Linked DNA regions of Sus scrofa: all the other regions are linked to region 3. The links are chromatin contacts, called in public Hi-C maps. All regions are on one chromosome and are shown on one strand. Each heading gives the region's core, a stretch centred on a gene start, on an enhancer-like site or on the middle of the called end of the contact. The rest is flanking DNA. Distances are from core to core; before and after follow the strand shown. Region 1 holds the start of LOC100737582 (zinc finger protein 226-like). Region 2 holds the start of ZNF404 (zinc finger protein 404). Region 3 holds the start of ZNF283 (zinc finger protein 283).

What was found. Hi-C and Micro-C count contacts between places; a contact is called where the count stands out from the background.
Region 1: a contact with region 3 is called in a Hi-C map of liver, with 6 times the contacts expected there. The contact joins the promoter of LOC100737582 here to the promoter of ZNF283 in region 3. A contact is called at or near these places in 1 of 5 promoter capture datasets (liver), 5 of 47 Hi-C or Micro-C datasets (heart right ventricle, liver and skeletal muscle) and 1 of 2 datasets of contacts at active chromatin or transcription factors (alveolar macrophages).
Region 2: a Hi-C map of skeletal muscle shows a contact between it and region 3, with 2.3 times the contacts expected there. The contact joins the promoter of ZNF404 here to the promoter of ZNF283 in region 3. A contact is called at or near these places in 3 of 47 Hi-C or Micro-C datasets (heart right ventricle, liver and skeletal muscle) and 2 of 2 datasets of contacts at active chromatin or transcription factors (alveolar macrophages and skeletal muscle).

What each region holds. Positions count from the first base shown.
Region 1 is chr6:50,771,543-50,774,312 of Sscrofa11.1, reverse strand. It overlaps LOC100737582 (zinc finger protein 226-like), which reads right to left and starts at 1,428. Exons shown (of 13, transcript XM_021097546.1): 1 at 1,269-1,428. It overlaps LOC110260999, which reads left to right and starts at 1,564. Exons shown (of 2, transcript XR_002344680.1): 1 at 1,564-1,794.
Region 2 is chr6:50,720,186-50,722,885 of Sscrofa11.1, reverse strand. ZNF404 (zinc finger protein 404) reads left to right here and starts at 1,353. Exons shown (of 5, transcript XM_005655939.3): 1 at 1,353-1,453; 2 at 2,283-2,362. It overlaps ZNF45 (zinc finger protein 45), which reads right to left and starts at 1,266. Exons shown (of 7, transcript XM_021094497.1): 1 at 1,130-1,266.
Region 3 is chr6:50,649,194-50,652,207 of Sscrofa11.1, reverse strand. ZNF283 (zinc finger protein 283) reads right to left here and starts at 1,731. Exons shown (of 4, transcript XM_021094487.1): 1 at 1,574-1,731. The coding sequence starts at 1,649. It overlaps LOC110260998 (a long non-coding RNA gene), which reads left to right and starts at 1,807. Exons shown (of 2, transcript XR_002344676.1): 1 at 1,807-2,397; 2 at 2,508-3,014.

The DNA of each region.
Region 1 (2,770 bases), core at 179-2,678, 120 kb before region 3:
TAGGGAACCTCCATATGCTATGGACTCAGCCCTAAAATGAAAAAAAAAAAAAAATTCCACAAAAAACTCCAGAAAACCAAGCAAAACAAAATAGTTGATAAAGTTTGTAAAAACTCACTGAAAAGTCTAAGCCCATTTGATTAGATTTTAAGGTCCCTCACAACCAAGTCCTAGCTAGGGTGCCTGATTCCACCTAGTTCCTAAGGCTTAAGGAGAATTACATCCAAGAGATTCTGAACTCAAGCTCTGGACTCAGGCTGCCTGAATTCCAACCCCAACTTGGCCTCCTACTTGGTGGGTGACTATGTGCAAATAATGTACAGCTCCCTAGGTCTCAATCCCATTTTACAGAATAGGGAAAATGCAATGTTTCTTCACGGAGCCATGATGTGGCATAATATACTTACTTGTGCAAAGCCCTCATCATCGAAGTTAGTTTTTTAAAATTTTATTTTACGGCCGCACCCTCGTTCTGAGCCAGGGATTGCAGCTGCGGCAACTACGGATTCTTAACCCACTGCTTCGCAGCCAGAAATCTGAAGTTAATTACCAACAATACCCATGTCCAATTACACGTTCTATATATCCTCTGATTGATGTGCCCACCATTGGAAAAAAAAAAAGGATGTCAAGTTTCATTTACTCCGGGCATTGCTCTCAGTAGCCCAGGAGTCACTCCTTCTACCTCAGTGCAGCCCTTTCTGAGAAATCACGCTGGGGAAAGAAAGAACGCTGTGGAATGCGACGATCGAGTCCCCGTCTCTGATTAAAGTTAAAGCCTCCCCTCCCTTCAAGCAATCTGGAAGCAATCCTCACCTTTCCCTCCAAAAAAGTCAGAATAGGTCCGGGATTATCCAGCATCACACAGGCAAAGACAGAAGGGCAAGAATCACTGAAGCTGGATCTCTGACCCTAACCCGGGGACCTAACCGCTCCAGGGTAAATTAACATCAAGAAGAGATGTTAATTCACTACGTGCCAGGTACTAGTTAAGACGTCAATTTGTACCATCTCTTTTAAGTCCCCAAACGATTGTATCAGGAAAGTCCTAATATCCTAATATTTTAAAGAAAAGCAACAAGAGGCACCAGGAGATTAACTCCCAACGCAAGGAAACAGAAGGGTGCGTGAAAAGTGTAGGGAGGCGGACTGGGCGAGCTGAGAGCAGGAGAACTCTCAATCCTGGGGATACGCAATTAGAGTTCGTGCCCTATCTGGGTAAAGAGACGACTCTCAATGCACAGAGGCTCTGAGTAGGGAATACACACCGCTGTCCTTGCGCCTGGGTACCTGTGCTCTCCGCCAAAGATTCTTTTCCCCTAAATCTGTTGTCAAGTCCTTGCGGCTCCCGAGCAAACATCCAGGAAGTTCAGAAGGGCCAGCTAGACTCGGAACTGACGCACCGCCCCCACAGAAAACACCAGCAAACTAACACTCGGGGAACGGAAGTGCCTACGAGTTCGCGGAGCGGCTGGACTACACTTCCCAGAATGCATCAGACCCCCGGAAGTGCAATTGGTGCGCAGAGGATCTGGACTACACTTCCCAGAATGCACCAGGCACCACCCTCCTCCCACCCACGCCCACGGAAGTGCAAGCGACTACGCGGAGCATCTGGACTACACTTCCTAGAATACCAAGGAAAACCATCGGGAGTCTCACCTTCCAGGTAGACGTGTTGGGGGCGCAGGAAGTTTCTTGCCTCCACTTCCCAGGATGCCAGGGCGGAAAGAATCCCACAGTCCCGACTTCCGTGGTGGTAGTAAGAGTCTGCTCCTGAGTCGTCCCGCGAAGGTATTCCACAGACACGACTTTTTGAAGTAGAAATCCTCCCAATTATGGCAGCAGTATTGTTGGCACGGGAGGGGGGGCGGGGGAGGAAGTGAGGAGATAAAACCTTCAAAAAATTAACTGAGGAATGACTAGGGGACGGTAGGTGATTAAAAGGAGAGTAATTTGAGTATAATCTGACAGTATAAGGCTAAAGAATAGGCGAGGTAGAATGATTTGGGTGGAAAAATGAACGAAGAAGGTATTAACCCAACTCCAGACCCTGTGGTATCACTGGTTTGGCAGGAAAAACAACTTGAAAGGGCCAAAGTGGGAGCCTGTTTTATGGAAAATTGCTTTTCCTTTATTGAGGTTATTACAATACCTACTTTGGAGGTGAAAACATTAAATTTCAGAGAAGTTAAGAAATTGTTGGAATTCCCACTGCGGTGCAGCAGAAACAATCCCTGGGTCTCACTCAGTGGGTCAGGTATCTGGTATTGCCATGAACTGTGGTGTAGGTTTCACACGTCTTGGATCCTGCGCTGCTGTGGCTGTGGTGTAGGCAGAAGTTGTAGCTCTGACTGGACCCCTAGCCTGGGAACCTCCATATGCCAAGGGTTCTGCCCTAAAGACCAAAACAAAAAAAGTACATTAATGGCTAAGGCTACTTCTTTACCTTTAATTAACGGCATTAACAATGCTGAAAATCTTGGCATTGGACTCCCAATGCCAAGGCTGACTCCCAAAGCCTATGATTTGTTTTTTTGTTGTTTTTTTTTTGGCCACCCTGTGGCATATGGAGTTCCCAAACCAGGGATCAGATCCAAGCTGCAATTACAATCAAAACTGCAGCTACAGCAACAATGGATCCTAAACCTTCTGTGCCAGGGCCAGGAATCCCAAAACACTGCCAATCCTGTGCACAGCAGGAACTCCCAAAGCCTATGATTTAATGTTAGAGCAGTGAGGAGTCTACTGGTGAGGGAAGATGTTTTGT
Region 2 (2,700 bases), core at 104-2,603, 71 kb before region 3:
TACACTGCAGGTGCAAAAAACAAACAAAACAAAACAAAGCAAAGCAAAGCAAAACAAAACAAAAAACACAAATGATTTGCCAGATAAATAGAAATCCTTTTTATCCAAATCTTGAAGTCACTGCTCCAAAAAGATGCAACATTTCTCTCTTTCACTGTTGAGAGGAGTAAAGTGGCTTACAGTCACTCACAAACATATGCAATGATATACTATCACAGGGTTCTATATTCATATAATTAAAATCACACATATTCAGTTCAGAGTCATGCAGTTTCTCAGTCAATAAGCCTGTTCACACAGTGATCCACATTCACAATATCCACAGAAAGCACACATAAGAAAAGCATATCTTCCAAAACCTCACCTTAATTTTAAGTCATACTCACAGATAAAAACATATAATCTCATAACTAAAGTCAGAGTCTCATGGACCTCAAAAATGTATTATTACATAATTCAATAGTCACAAAAACACTCAAACTTTTTACTACCTATTCCCAAAGAGTCTGGGAAAGAAAATTTTATTAGGAGACTAAAACACATATTCAAACTTCATTCCCAAGGTGCCCAGACAGCCAGGGAAAGAACCATTCCACCCCCAGCCCAGGAATTTCCACATGCCTTAGGTGCGACCCTAGAAAGGAAAAAAAAAAAAAAAAAAGACTTTTTTATGGGCCCCTAAAAGTACTGTGGGCCCTAGACATTTTTCCTACTGTGTCTACTGGATGAGTCGGCTTCTCTAATATGCCTTTGGCAAAAGTTTGCCACACCTGGCCTCCAAAGGAGAGAAAGACAAGTGACGGCACAAGAATTTCAGGTGGGGATGGAGGAGTGGGGAGGAAGGGTGCTTAACAAGTTTTATCATATCTCAAAATCTGAAACATTAACCATTTTCATATCCACACTAGGAAACAAACCACAAGCAAAAACACAACCCCATCTACATGGTTACAGACCTATAATGGGTCCCACAATGTCACCGAGAATGAAAACGCCAACACCTACACACGCCCAGGCGTCCTTTCTTTAAACAAATGCACACTTAACGCCAGCTGTGCTCCCGGCGCTACTGCAGGTGCTGATGCTACCTTGGTGGGGAATGAAAGATTCAAGTCCACAGAGCTCATACCCAGGGGACCGCCGCACCCAGGAGCCTGCCGCCTCCTCCTGCACGCAGGTTTGAGACTCTCAAGTTCCTCAGCGCCTGCTCGGCCTCCTACCGCCTGGACTCAGATCCCACTCGCCCTTCCACGCGGGACCACCGGAAACCACCACCCTCCCGAATTCTGGTCTTTCTCCGCGAAGCGCAGCCACACGCCTGCGCCTGCGCACCGCGGGTCTCCGGCGCCAGGCCCTTGCGGGCGGGACTGCATTTCCCAGAAGGCACCGGGCTGACAGCAACCTCGGTCCCCGGGTCCTCTTCCGGTGGCCGAGCAGCTGTGGTACCTACGTGGTAAGTAGATCATATCCATAGATAAAAATCGGCGAAGGCTTCCACAATCCCCGACTGCAGCTGACAGGAACCCGCGGTTGGGGGGACAGGTGCTCAAGGCGAGGATGCTTTGGGCGCGGACAGGGCGTGTCGGGCCTCGAGCCTCGGGCCCTTGTCTGCCTGAACAGCAGAGATTTTTATGCCTGCGGAGAGTGTGTGGGTGTGTGTAGACGTGTCTTCTTGACGATGTGCCCGTCATTATTTAACTGGGAGGTTGTTATTTAACTGCATGGCATATGGATGAGCGAAGTTTGTGTGGCCGTGAGGGCTGTCACTGGAACTCCAGGCTCTAGCTCGGCAGATTCCTCAGCCCTCTCGCCTCACAGCCACTTGGGGTCTGAACCCGGTAAAGGGTGAAAGCCAGATGCTGAGGTTTAGAATGAAATAATGGAGGATCCCAGCGAGAAGACACAGATTCGATCATGAGATGAGATTTCCTGAAGTTGGTTGAAGCCCCAAGACAGGCCTTTGGGAAGACTTGATGATGAGGTCCCAGGAGTAGGATTCCCTCCTTGGAAGGACCCCCCTTGAAAGTTCCAAGGGGTCCGGCTGTATGTTTCACAACCACAGCATTTCTGGCCCCAGGAACCTACTGTGAACTAGACATCAATGACCCTGGCCTCTCTTATACTGGGGAAAGTCAACACTGTTCCACTCCCCTTTCTACTCCCATCTGGTTGTGTGTGATGGCCTGGGTGAGAGGGTCTGGTCATGGAGGGAGGGTGTTTTGTAAATGAATATGCAGTCCAAGAAAATCCTGATGGCTCATGATTGCCTTCTTTTTTCCCAGTGCTGCTGGTCTCTTAAATTTAAAAAAGGATCCTGAGAGAGGAAAGAATTTTTGTTACACATCTAAAAGTTTAAGTTCAGGTGAGTTGTTTCCTCATTATTCATAAAACACACTTTAATTTTAAAGGCATGAATCCATCTTTTCCTTCTGCTGAAATGTCCTGCCTAATAGTGACATATCTATAAATTGCAGGGCCATGCAGATGAATCACCCTTATCAGGGTCCCCAAGCCCTTCTCTCCATAATTAATTTAACCCATGTTCTACGATTAGCTATTATGTTTCTATTGTTGGCTAAAAACTAATGTACTAAACTAGTCTTTAATGAACATCATTATGCATAGGTCTTTATGTCCTTTTACAGTCCTAAGCTAAGGATGAACTTACTAGTTTGAAATTTGAGTCAAATACCAGACATT
Region 3 (3,014 bases), core at 482-2,981:
TTTCTAGGAGATGTATTTCTAAACTATCAGGATGCTCAGAAAGGGAGAACGTACTGGAGAATCTGAACAATTTGCCATAGGAACAGATGGCTACTAACTGAGGAAAAGGGCAATGGGGGCCTCTGGGAAGAGTGATGCACCAGCATGGTGGGTCATTTGCCAGAAGGAAGACCCACAATAGACACTACTAGTCAAGATATTTCAGGCCAAAGAAAGCAAATATTCTTATGATCTAAAAACCAAAGGTAAAAACAAAGCAACTGTCTGAATAAAAAGAAAACACAAATTCATCTGAACCCTGATACTTTACTATGCAACAGTTCTTTCCTCCTCCCCCTCAGGGTCCTTCTCTGAAACCCCACAGCAATGCCAGGGCCAGGGGGTGGGGGTTTCGGGGAATCCTAAGACATCAGTATTTCTTGGAACACCAACAGACTTAATTAAAAACAAGCAAAACAAAACATAAACAAGACACTCTCCAGGGCCACATCTGCCTTCATCCACATGTAAACAAACGGAATTAAAAGGGAAGCTGGAAATATGGATGGAATTAGATTATCATACTAAGTAAAGGAAGAAAAACAAAAATACCCTATGATATCACTTACATGTGGAACTAAAATATGACACAAATGAACCTATCTACAAAACAGAAGCAGACTCACAGAGAACAGACTTGTGTTTGCCTAAAGGGAGAAGGGGGAGGGGAGGGATGGAGTGGGAGTCTAGGGTTAGCAGATGCAAACTACTATACAAAGGATGGATAAACAACGAGGTCCTACTGTAGAACACAGGGAACTATAATCAATACCCTGAAATAAATCATAATGGAAAAGAATATGAAGAGGAATGCATATGTAAAGATATATATAACTGAGTCACTTTGCTGTACAGCAGAAATTCACACACCATTTATATCAACTATACTTCAATTTCTAACAAAAAAAAATGAGGAGGAAAAAGGGAAGCTGGAATTGACAGCAATTCTTGGGAGCAGAGGTCTGGTGGTAAAGACTCTGAAACATGGAGCAGGCCCTCAAGGAGGTAATTTTTCCTACCTTTGAGACCTCCGCACCATGTCTTCCCAGAAGGCTGCCACGAGGACTCTTCTAGATGTCAAATTTTCATCCCAATACTAGATCTGTGCCTTCCTGCTGGACGTACATTCTAGGGCTTCCTACAGGACTTCCTGTCTTACGGTCACTTAACTTTAGCAACCCCTAACAGAGTCTAGAGGGAACCCAGAGCCTCGGGCCAAAGCAAACCACACCGACAAACAAGGCCACGCTTTTCATCATCCCATCACACATCCCCAGCCGCAGACACCGTTACAGAGACATCCCCCCCGGCCTTGTAACGCCGTCTGTCACACACAACCTCTCAGCCGCTCGCTCAAACACGGGCTTGAGGATCCAGGCACGACACGCCCTATCCGCGCCCGGGGCCTTCTCACTTCTAGCGCCTCGCGGTGTCACGCCCACCCTTCCTGCAGGTTTTGATCCCGCTCTGAAGTCAACTGAGCCCTCCCACCCCCACCTGGCGCTGACTACTTCCAGGGACACGACCAACTCACCGCGCAGAGTCCAAAAACCTTGAAGACACGGGAAAGGGACGCAGAAACAGAGGTTGGTTTGGGCCCAGAGGCTCATGGGAAATAAGAGCCGGAAAATCCTCAGAGGCTCGGCGCTTCTAAGCGCTCTTCTCAGGCAAACTCGCCCCGCCCCGAGAAGACCTGTGCCCGGAGATTTCTGGGAAATGTAGTCCTCGGCAGGCAAACCCCGAAAGCTGGGAACCTGGACCTTCAGAATGCTCCCGACATGCAACTCTGCTCCGCCTCTCAGAGGCAATGTTTTCCGAAGCGCAAGCGGATCTCTGCTGCGCGGTCTTTGCTGGAGGGATTAGTTCGGGTCTTGGGCGACCCTGTGGCTCACTTGACTTTGGTGTGGCTGAGGGTGAATTAAGACGTTCTCAAAGAAGACTGAGGAACGCATTCGGGAGTCCAGAACGGGTGGAGGTGGGAATGGGGGCGGGGATGACTAGGGACTTAGGCCTCAGTGAGCGGGGGTATCCGGGATAAAATCCATGGAAGTGACCCTGAGTGGTGCCACGAGCTTACCTGTGTACAAGAGACTGGAGCAAGGTCTGGCAGTTGAAAAGATGAAGGTGTCTTGCTTTGGGTGAGCTTGTGGATCCGATTCGGGGTCTGGAACCCTGTGTACAGTTGTTTATATTCGCAGGACAGTTTTTACAAATTTGAATCTTTGTTTTGTTAGATATGAGGCAGTTTTTATTAGAGGTTATACACCATTGCTGGAAAGCAACGAAAAGTGGTCGCGAATGGACATTGTGAACAGGGGGACCTGTGAGAAGGTCTCTGTAGGACTGAGACTTGAGGAGGTCTGTGGCTTTGTGTGTTTCTGTTAATGTAATTGAAGATGAAAATATTTGTAAGCTGTTTTTTTCTAACTGGCTTTTCTTTTGTGTGCATACCATGGTGACTGTGAAAGTGGATCACCATCCTCCAGCTTGGATTGAAAAAGCAAGACACATTCATCTTGTGGAGTATATCTACAGTGGGATAATGCACAGCAGTGAAAATTACTGAATTTAACAAATATGATAAGCAAAGAGCCATAGAAAATACATACATTTTAGATCCATTCATAAAATTTTAAAAAGAGGCAAAACATTTTTTGCATAAGTGGTTCATAATAAAAAACAAAGATATGATAAATAAAATTCAGGAATGTGGAAACTACAAGAAACCAGGAAGATGAAGAGATAAATTTGCAAGCTGATTCAAAGTTATTCGTGTATTCTTTCTTAAGCTGGATTGTATTTACACAATTATATACTTTTAAAATATATTCTTCAGTAATTATAATTTATCTTTGATGAAATTTAAAAAATTTAAATATAGCAATTGAATAACTGTCCTCGTATGATTGTATGAACATGGAAAAAGTCATGGGATATGCATATCATATTTTTAAGTGTTCTACACAAGGGTAGTG